3 separate regions of the Mus musculus genome follow, and regions 1 and 3 are each linked to region 2. Evidence: chromatin contacts called from public HiChIP or PLAC-seq and Micro-C data. All regions are on one chromosome and are shown on one strand. Each heading gives the region's core, a stretch centred on a gene start, on an enhancer-like site or on the middle of the called end of the contact. The rest is flanking DNA. Distances are from core to core; before and after follow the strand shown.

Evidence for each region. A called contact is a pair of places that touch in the nucleus more often than the background predicts. HiChIP or PLAC-seq counts read pairs in DNA pulled down with a chosen protein or histone mark.
Region 1: an HNF4G HiChIP or PLAC-seq map of pancreatic cancer cells shows a contact between it and region 2. The contact joins two enhancer-like sites. A contact is called at or near these places in 2 of 39 promoter capture datasets (the 3T3-L1 cell line and 3T3-L1-derived adipocytes), 1 of 15 datasets of contacts at CTCF or cohesin (pro-B cells), 8 of 484 Hi-C or Micro-C datasets (the C2C12 cell line, the HL-1 cell line, double positive thymocytes and 2 more) and 4 of 115 datasets of contacts at active chromatin or transcription factors (the HPC-7 cell line, cardiomyocytes, pancreatic cancer cells and 1 more).
Region 3: a contact with region 2 is called in a Micro-C map of trophoblast stem cells, with 2.5 times the contacts expected there. The contact joins two enhancer-like sites. A contact is called at or near these places in 4 of 39 promoter capture datasets (the 3T3-L1 cell line, cranial neural crest, embryonic stem cells and 1 more), 1 of 15 datasets of contacts at CTCF or cohesin (pro-B cells), 8 of 484 Hi-C or Micro-C datasets (the C2C12 cell line, cerebral cortex, embryonic fibroblasts and 3 more) and 3 of 115 datasets of contacts at active chromatin or transcription factors (Th17 cells, double positive thymocytes and thymic regulatory T cells).

Annotation. Positions count from the first base shown.
Region 1 is chr11:68,210,985-68,213,684 of GRCm38.p6, forward strand. It overlaps Ntn1 (netrin 1), which reads right to left. Exons shown (of 7, transcript NM_008744.2): 7 at 1-2,350. The coding sequence ends at 2,022. Among named protein-coding and RNA genes, the nearest start is that of Mir6406, 8.6 kb to the right of the region's middle. Within about 2 kb of position 1,442, at least 59 of the 459 cell types and tissues checked have an H3K27ac peak or open chromatin away from gene starts, as enhancers often do. A contact at or near this core is called in the C2C12 cell line and pancreatic cancer cells, where this site is marked.
Region 2 is chr11:68,088,752-68,091,451 of GRCm38.p6, forward strand. All of the region lies in intron 6 of Stx8 (syntaxin 8), which reads left to right. Among named protein-coding and RNA genes, the nearest start is that of Stx8, 120 kb to the left of the region's middle. Within about 2 kb of position 1,285, at least 71 of the 459 cell types and tissues checked have an H3K27ac peak or open chromatin away from gene starts, as enhancers often do. A contact at or near this core is called in the C2C12 cell line, pancreatic cancer cells and trophoblast stem cells, where this site is marked.
Region 3 is chr11:68,194,554-68,197,253 of GRCm38.p6, forward strand. All of the region lies in intron 7 of Stx8 (syntaxin 8), which reads left to right. Among named protein-coding and RNA genes, the nearest start is that of Mir6406, 25 kb to the right of the region's middle. Within about 2 kb of position 1,423, at least 48 of the 459 cell types and tissues checked have an H3K27ac peak or open chromatin away from gene starts, as enhancers often do. A contact at or near this core is called in trophoblast stem cells, where this site is marked.

The DNA of each region.
Region 1 (2,700 bases), core at 192-2,691, 120 kb after region 2:
CGGCTAGGGAAGCAGCTAAGCCACCTCTCCAGGCCCTCTCAGATGGCCATGCCTGTCTTCCTGGATCTTGCGGCTTTCCACTAGGGAGTCCATTCCTCATTCCCCGCCACTCCCGATGCCTCCTCAGGAGGTGTTGCTGGGTCTGTCCCAGACCATACTCCAGGCTCATATCCTCAGAGTTCTCTAGAGACAAGCTGCCTGGGTCTCAGTGGTAACCACTATCCCACCCAACCCTCGCCTACTGTGGGAGTGTCAAGAGGGCTAACTGCTGATGTGCAACTGTGGTGAGGTCAGAGTCTGAGTACCGGTGCTGGTGTGACCTTGGGCACGTGGACATGTCTTTTTACTGGTGAACACGAAGACAAGAGTGAATCCCTGCCTCGCAGGTTTGTGGTGAAAACAGGCCAGGAGCATATGGGTAAAGTGCCTGGCACCAAGAGGGTGCTCAGTAAGTGGCAGTGGTGATGTGGGCAGAAGTGGAGAAGCAGAGGGAGCCGTGTCACTGAGGGGCTGAGCTTCATCCCTCATATGGCCCTTCAGGGCAGCCAAGTGGGCAGGAGAAATGAAACCAATTTCCTGACTGAGAGGGCCAGGCCTCTCATCCAGTGTGCGGGGCGCGAGGCTAGAGGCCCGAGTACAGGGAGGCAGGGAAAGGCTAAAGGGGCCTGGGAAGCAACCAGAAGGGAAGCTTGGAGCTGCCTGCGTGAGGACATTAAGTCTCTAAGAGAAAAGAGAGCTAGGCATACAGGAGGGCCTGGGGACCTCCACAAAGAAGGCAGCCAGAAAGGAATAGACCAGACTGCCCAGGCTAGACCAAGACAGCTGGGAGCTAGAGTGGGTTTCTTAACCAAGGAGTCTATGTCCCTTTTCTGGGGAGCCAGCAGTGAGGGCGGCAGCAGGAAGCAGTCACAGAATGCTTGGACCCCAAGAACCTGACCATTCCTGGCCTTGCCCTCCAGCTTGGACGCCAGGCACCTTGCTGAGCAGCGACCCTACCCTGACTCAGGCAAGCCCCTTCCCCCAAGCCTGGTTCAAACTGCCTAGACAGCCGCTGGCATTCCAGACTTAACCAGGCCCTCTCCAGCTGTTGACATTGCTGTGAGGCCTTGTGGGAGCTGATGTCATTACACAAATAGTGTCACTGCCCTAAACCCCCGCCAGTACCCCTCCCCCTCCCCTGGAAAATGTCATAAAAAGGGCTGTTTCCAAGTTTCCAGCAAGGAAACTCTCTGGGAGGTTTTGGTTTGCAATGCCTCCTTCCACAGGCAGCTCCAGCAGAGGCAGTGACCACCCGGCTTGACTTCAGGGTCCTTAGGCCCTAGGCCCTCTGATGGGCCAGGAGCCTGGGCCAGCCCCACTGGAGTAGAGCAGGCCCCAGGAGAACTCTCCCCTCCCTACAGATGGTGAACTCCACCCAGGAGACCAGCCCAGCAGGTGGCAGTGGAGACCAAAGCTGGCTGATCCCAGTGTCATCGGGCCCTCTAACATAGGGACCTGTTGTCAGAGTCTGGAGTCCTGTGGGAATTCCTAGACAGCGGGTGATGGAGAAAGGAGGGGGGCGTGACTAGTGTCTGGTGGTGGATTGGTTGCCCCTGCCCAGGCTGCAGGCCCAAAAATTCACAGTTCTTACATCCCCCTTCAATAACCATCAAACACAGCGACTGTAGACCACTGTGCCATTCTGTTCCCGCCTCTCAGGACCTCCCTAACCCCTCCACGGCGACCCCCACCTAGCCCTAGGGAAGCGCATCTCTGTTCTGGAAGGAGCGCCGTGAGGTAGCTATGTCTTGTCCTCATTTCTCCAGGGCCTGGCCTGTCAATACAGGGTGCTTTCTGCCATGCGCATAAGAGCGCAGCCAGGGGTGTGAGGGTGGGGCTGGGGCGGAGCCGCTGAGGGCCCCGCCCCACTTCGACTTCGCCCCGCCCCCACCCTCCCAAAAAAACCCCTGACGGCCAAGTCCAAGGCTGCCAGCCTTTGCCAGCGCCCTGCCCGCCCTCCTGGAGCCCGCGCCACCTCCGCGCTAGGCCTTCTTGCACTTGCCCTTCTTCTCCCGTTGCTGGAACTTGCGCAGCCGCCGTGCCCATGTGTCCCGCCACTGGATCACCAGGCTGCTCTTGTCTGCCACGATGCCACTCTGGTCAGGTGAGTCCTCGGCATTACCCAACAGCAAGTACTTCTTGAGGGGCTTGATTTTGGGACACTTGCAGGCGATGTCTCGTGAGCGGATCCACAAACTCTGGTCACCACGGCGAATACGACTTGTGCCCTGCTTGTACACGGAGATGATGTTCACGGTGAACTTCCACCAGTCCCCTGCTTTGTCGGCCTTCAGGATGTGGATCTGGACAGCTGTGAGGAAGCAAACAAGTGGTGTGGGCCATGGCTGGGAAGTGCAGCCAGGTGCCCAGGTCCTGGGATGGGATGGGCCCGACCTGCACGATGTCCTACAAGAACCTGGAGTGGGATCTGGAAAGTGACTGCAAAGGGCTCCCCACGGGCAATGGGTGAGCTAAGCTCATCCCAGAACCTGAGCTAATACCTGGGCCAAAGCCCCTATCCCAAGAAGTGTTGCTCCTGCCTTTGTTGAAGGTGCCCCCCGCCCAACACTGCCTCTTGGAACATGTTGAGATCCATAAGGGAGACTCCAGGGAAGCGGGGTAGATGGATTAAGCATGCCCCTAGCTCTCTAGATAGTCTGC
Region 2 (2,700 bases), core at 35-2,534:
GATATTAGGGTTTCTCCAGCCTCCTTTCTTGGCCTAGGTAAAATGTGACTGGGATAGCCGCATCCTGATTATTAGGGTTGGGCCTGGAGCTGAGTGGCAGAACGCTTGTCCTGTGTGCTCTAGGTCCTGGGGTGCAGTCCTCAGTACTACACAGACACTAAAAAATACACACTTTGTGATAATTGACTCAACTGTGGATTGGAGTTACTTGTATTTCACAACCAATATGGAAATGTTAATTAGCTCCTAGTTTCATGGCTGTGCTGTCCCTGGATTCAAGCTCTGTGGTATCACTGACTACTGTGATTTATAGCTTCTGTTATTATATAATGACTCAACCAACTTGAGTCCCCTCCTCCCCATTCATTTCTTCATTATCTGAAAACAATATGAAGGACAGGGTGTTCATTGTATAACCCAGGCCGGCCTCAAACTGGTGGCAATCCTGCCCTTAAGTTCTTGGATTATCAGCATGAGCCACAACCCCTGACTGAAAATATTGAAAAATATTTTGGTGGGGAAATGGTATGTGTGTGGTACATAAATGTCCTTTGTAAGTGATATTACAATATTGTCTCTGACATGTTGTTCAGACATAAATGTTGTATGTTTGCAAAAAATTTAGAATATGCTTTCTAACATATAAATCTATGCATGCATATACAGACATAGAAACAGAAATATTTGTATATACACATACACCCGTGTAATTCTTTGTTATGACATACTGTTCGTTTATCATGTTTTCTGTCACTCTCTCTGCAAATGGAATCCGCAAATGGAATCTGCAAATGGAAGCTGGCCCAACAGATCCCATCCACACACGGGGAGCATTAGTGCAGCGTGAGGCAAAGTCTCTCCGCCACATAGTTCTGCTAATCGGAATGAGTTTAGCATGTGGTATTTACTGTTTGGTCTTGCCGACACTCACTTTGTGTTCTGACACGATGCTCTAGTTACTAACAAAAGCATCTGCCATGGAAAAAAAGTAGTCAGGTGATCTTGCTGGAGTTTGAAAATGTGGCAGCTCTTGGTGGTTTTAAATATATGGAAATTAAAGATGGGTAGTCAGCTAGCGACTCAGACAATTTTTTTGATGCTGCCACAGACCCCACAAACTTCACTGCAAGTGCAGCCTGGGAAGAATAAAAATCCAGGAGGGACGGAATGGCGGCTAAGAGGCACGATGGCCAAAGGCTGCCTGCCACAGCCAGAAGATGTGAGTGATTGCATCCTGTGAGGCACTAAGCACTTTAGCAAACCTGTGTAGTTTGATCCCGCTTCATGCCTTTTCTATGACCTCATTCCCTGCATTCCAGAGATGGGCGAGTAGTCTCTGACTCCGTGTGCAGTTGCCTGCGGTCTCTTTCTTTGTGAGTACACCATAGCCCCTCAAGGATGGTTTCTTTGTTTTGGATAGAGGTCCTTCCTATGTCACCCATGTGGCTCCAGCTCCTGGGCTCAAGCTGTCACCTCACTTCAGTCTCCCTAGTGGCTGGTACTGTGGTTAGTGCAGATGCAGGCTTCGAGTGGCTAGATTCTGAGTCCCCCCAGATCACAGTCATTTGTCCCCACATCTCTTTACCCCATTGTTTGCTGGTATTTCCTGGATGCTGTGTGATAGATCGTGTCCTTCCTTTATTGGGGAGTTTCCTCCCTTGCTGCTGTCCTAATGCTTGCAGAATTGTATCTGTATTCTGAATGTTAGGAACCGCAGGCGCAATCTCTGCAGATGATAAACACTGTCCACGACGGATACCTAATGCTTACATTTTGGTTGTTCCTACAGGAAGACTCAGTGTTTACCACATCAGAGAAAAGTCCTCTTTCTTTTACTTGATGGTTATCTCATCTGTCTTCCCAGCTCTTTATCCCCCACCTCTCAGTTTTATTTGCTAACATGTTTCGTCCTTTTTATGCCCTTTTCTGTCTTCTGGGGCATATTTCCTAAAGCTCGCCCCTAGTGTACAGTAACTGCCTTCCTTGTTTCTTTAACAGTCAGGGTTCTGTCTTAGTGTTGTCAAGGGTGTGACATTGTTGCCTTTTGGTAGGTCTGAGCTTGTGACACTGACTTAGTGTCTAATGGCTTCGTCTTGGGAGTATTCCTTGGATGTTCCTTTATTTGAGCTCTTTCTTGCACCTCTTGGCTCTTTGTACACAGAGCTCCCTGTCCATTTGTTTGGCAGTTGGGAAGGGTCTTAGCACAGGCCTCTGTTGCACATTTCAGACCCAGATGAAAGGCTCTGGTTTGAGGTGCGGAGAAAACATGACAGGGGTCCTTGCTTTCTGCCTAACCTGCCCCTGCTCACTGCCTCCCCTCGCCCCACCATGTGTAAGGTGTGAACAGGCAAGGGGACATCCCCATGGAGTGGCTTCCAGAGTGGTGGCTTCCAGAAGCACTGCAGGAGTTCCTACCAGGTGCCCTGCAATAGGAAACCCATAGGTAGGAATTTAAACTAATAACTTTAGAATTTTTATTTATTTAAATGTGTGTATGGGTGTTTCACTATACATACAAACACACACACACACACACACACGTATGTGCACCACATGCACACCTGGTGCCCATGGAGGTCTAAAGAAAGCATCAGATACCCTGGGCATAGAATTACAGGCAGTTAGGAGCCTCCATGCTAAAAATTAAACTTGGGTCCTCTAGAAGAGCAACAAAGGTGGTTGATCACTGAGCCATCTCTC
Region 3 (2,700 bases), core at 173-2,672, 110 kb after region 2:
TGTGGCCAGGGCTATCACCTGAGCCCTGGCTGTGCTCCATTAGGTACACAGAATCCTGGCAAAAGCTACCTGGTGACCTCTTCTGGACAGCATTGTATGTCAGCTGTGCGTACAGAGGCAGGGTCAGGGTGACGAGCCAGAGCCACTAGGCCACCTCTCACATGCCGCCCTGGCGTCTGGAACTCATGCACTCACCTCAGAGCTCATAACCCTGTCCAGGTGCTTCACTTTTCTCCACTGATGGGTGACAATGGGTCACCTTGCCAGGTGTCCCTAATTAGTGCCAGGTGGCACAGCCTGGTCTAAGCAGGATGAATGAAGGAGTTTGTTATAGTGAATCCATAGCCTGGCTGGAACCATCCAGAGATCTTTGACATGCGGTCCAGAGGGAATTGTCAAAACAAGATATCCGTAACAGTGCTCCTGCCTGGCTTTTCCAAGACAGTTGAATTCCTGCCAGATAGAGTCACATTCCCAGGGGTAACCTACAGCACGGCCAGGGGATGTTTCTTAGCAAGTATTGATGCACCGGAGAGCTGACTTTAAATTATTGCCTTGACAACTCCTAATGTGCTGCTTTTGATTGCCGATGCGAAGGATTATCTATTTGCACTTGGTTTCTGCTGTTGACCGGTGGTGAGTGCTGAGAGGAGCTTCCTTCAGAGCCGGGGAATGAGCAACACTTTAGGAACACAGATAGGACCTAGAAGCTTCAGCACTCTCTGTACAGGAAGCAGCCATCATAGAATTGCTCACCCCCTTCAGGGAACATGAGCATTTCAGAGTTTGCATTCTTTTGGGAGGTGAGTCCACTTGCACGTGGTTTCCTGCTGCCCTCATGAGGCTGACAGATCCGTGAAGAGCAAGCTGTGCACAGAGTCCACACTCAGTGAACATTATGGATACACGTCACACTCCTGAGTAAATCCTCCCTAGGGTAGCACCGGAAGAATACATAATGAAGTCTCCCATATAACCCAGGATAACCTCAAATTCATAATCCCCCTGCCTCAGCCTCCCCAATGCAGGACGAGCACTATGAGCACTCTCAACAGTGCTCTTGTTCCACGTTAGAACCTCTTGACCGAGTCTCACCTCTCATTTTGACCCAACATCTGGCCAGTGAGATGAGTACTCACACAGGGTCTCTGTTGCTGGCCAGTCCAGGGCCTGGGGCCTAGTCCTCCGCTCCACAGCTCCCTGATGCTGAGCGACTGCTGGGCCCTGGGTCCAGAGCCTGCCTTCCGTTATTAGGCTGCCCTCCAGCTCCTCTGCTCCACCTCCTTCACTGTCTTAATTCCTTTTAATTTCCTGTTTCTAGGCCAGTTCTCCTTCCCCCTCCCCCACTTCAGGTGGCCTCATTGCTTCCCATTTCCTGCTGAGAGCTGCTGCTCCCTCTGGCCCCCAGATGTGTCTCTGGAACTGCTGTCACCTCCCCTTCTATTTCTATTTCCATGTTGCCAGGGTTTTCCCTACCGTTGCCAGCAGTGCTGCCTGGTCTCTGTGGTGACAGCACTCGGAGCTTCGCTCCAGGTGGGGCTGGGCCTCCAGAAGAGAGGGCAAGGTGCCTCAGTGCTCTCAGAGTCACCCCAGCACAAATGTAGCGTGCGCAGGCGCGCCTGGGTAGCACTGGCCTTTCTGAAGCCTGGTCTGAGGGAGGAGCGCGCCGAGTGCCTTCAGGAGGCTGATGCTCTTCTGCAAGTAAAGTCACCAGCCATCAGCAGCAACAGCATGACAGATCCCAGATCCTGGCAAAACCACGTGCTGCCCTGGGAAACGTGCACATGTCCCACATTATCCTGAGGAAGCGGCATGCAGAGGGACTAGATAGTCTGCCTGCAGAGGCAAAAGGACCAGGAAGGTGTCTGAAGGCTGCCTTCTTTCCTCTGCATGGTCTGCAGACCATGGTGCTGTCTAAAGGCAAGGCCCTGATTGTTACCCAGCCTGACACAACAAGGAGACAAAGTGAAGACACTGTTTATCCCAGCATTTCTGTTTTCAGTCAGAACCCAAACTAGCACAGGCGCTATATGTTAGCCAGATTTTTGCCTTGCTGTGTGGTCCTTTGAGGGGCCACATTGTCACTTGCATGTCCCACACCATGCTGTGCTACCTTCATTCTCCAGGGACCTGAATGACCAGTCCAGCCCGCCCTCTCCCGTAGGGACTCCCCAGCTTGCTGAGCCCAGCTCCAAGACACTCCCACCCAGAGACGTGGGCCTTCTGCCCAAAGCCAGCTCTGCCGCTGGCCAGCTACCATCACGGGGCTCCTTTAGGGAGTACAAGTCTTTGTTCTTCCCACCAGTGGTTGCCCTGTGGTGTGAGTAGCAGGATTTGGGCACTGTAAACATTTTTTCATTTATTTTTAGACAAGTTTGGCTACATAACCCTAGCTCACCTGGAACTCACTATGTAGACCAGGCTGGCTTTGAACTTTTGGAGATCCACCTGTTTCTGCCACTCCTAAGTGCTGCGATTAAAGGCATGGGTATATTAGTGTATTTATTTATTATTCTTACATGTGACTTCTGTTCTCCTTGTGTGCCTGTTGTCATTCTCAGTATCCCCGGTATTAGTAATATTCCCCTTTATGCCCAAATAGCCACAACTTCCAGGCTCCCTAGTCCATAACTTCCTCCCTATATGCCTCCCCAACTGCCCAGGGTCTAGCAGTAAGTTCCCTTTTGGCTTTTTTTAACC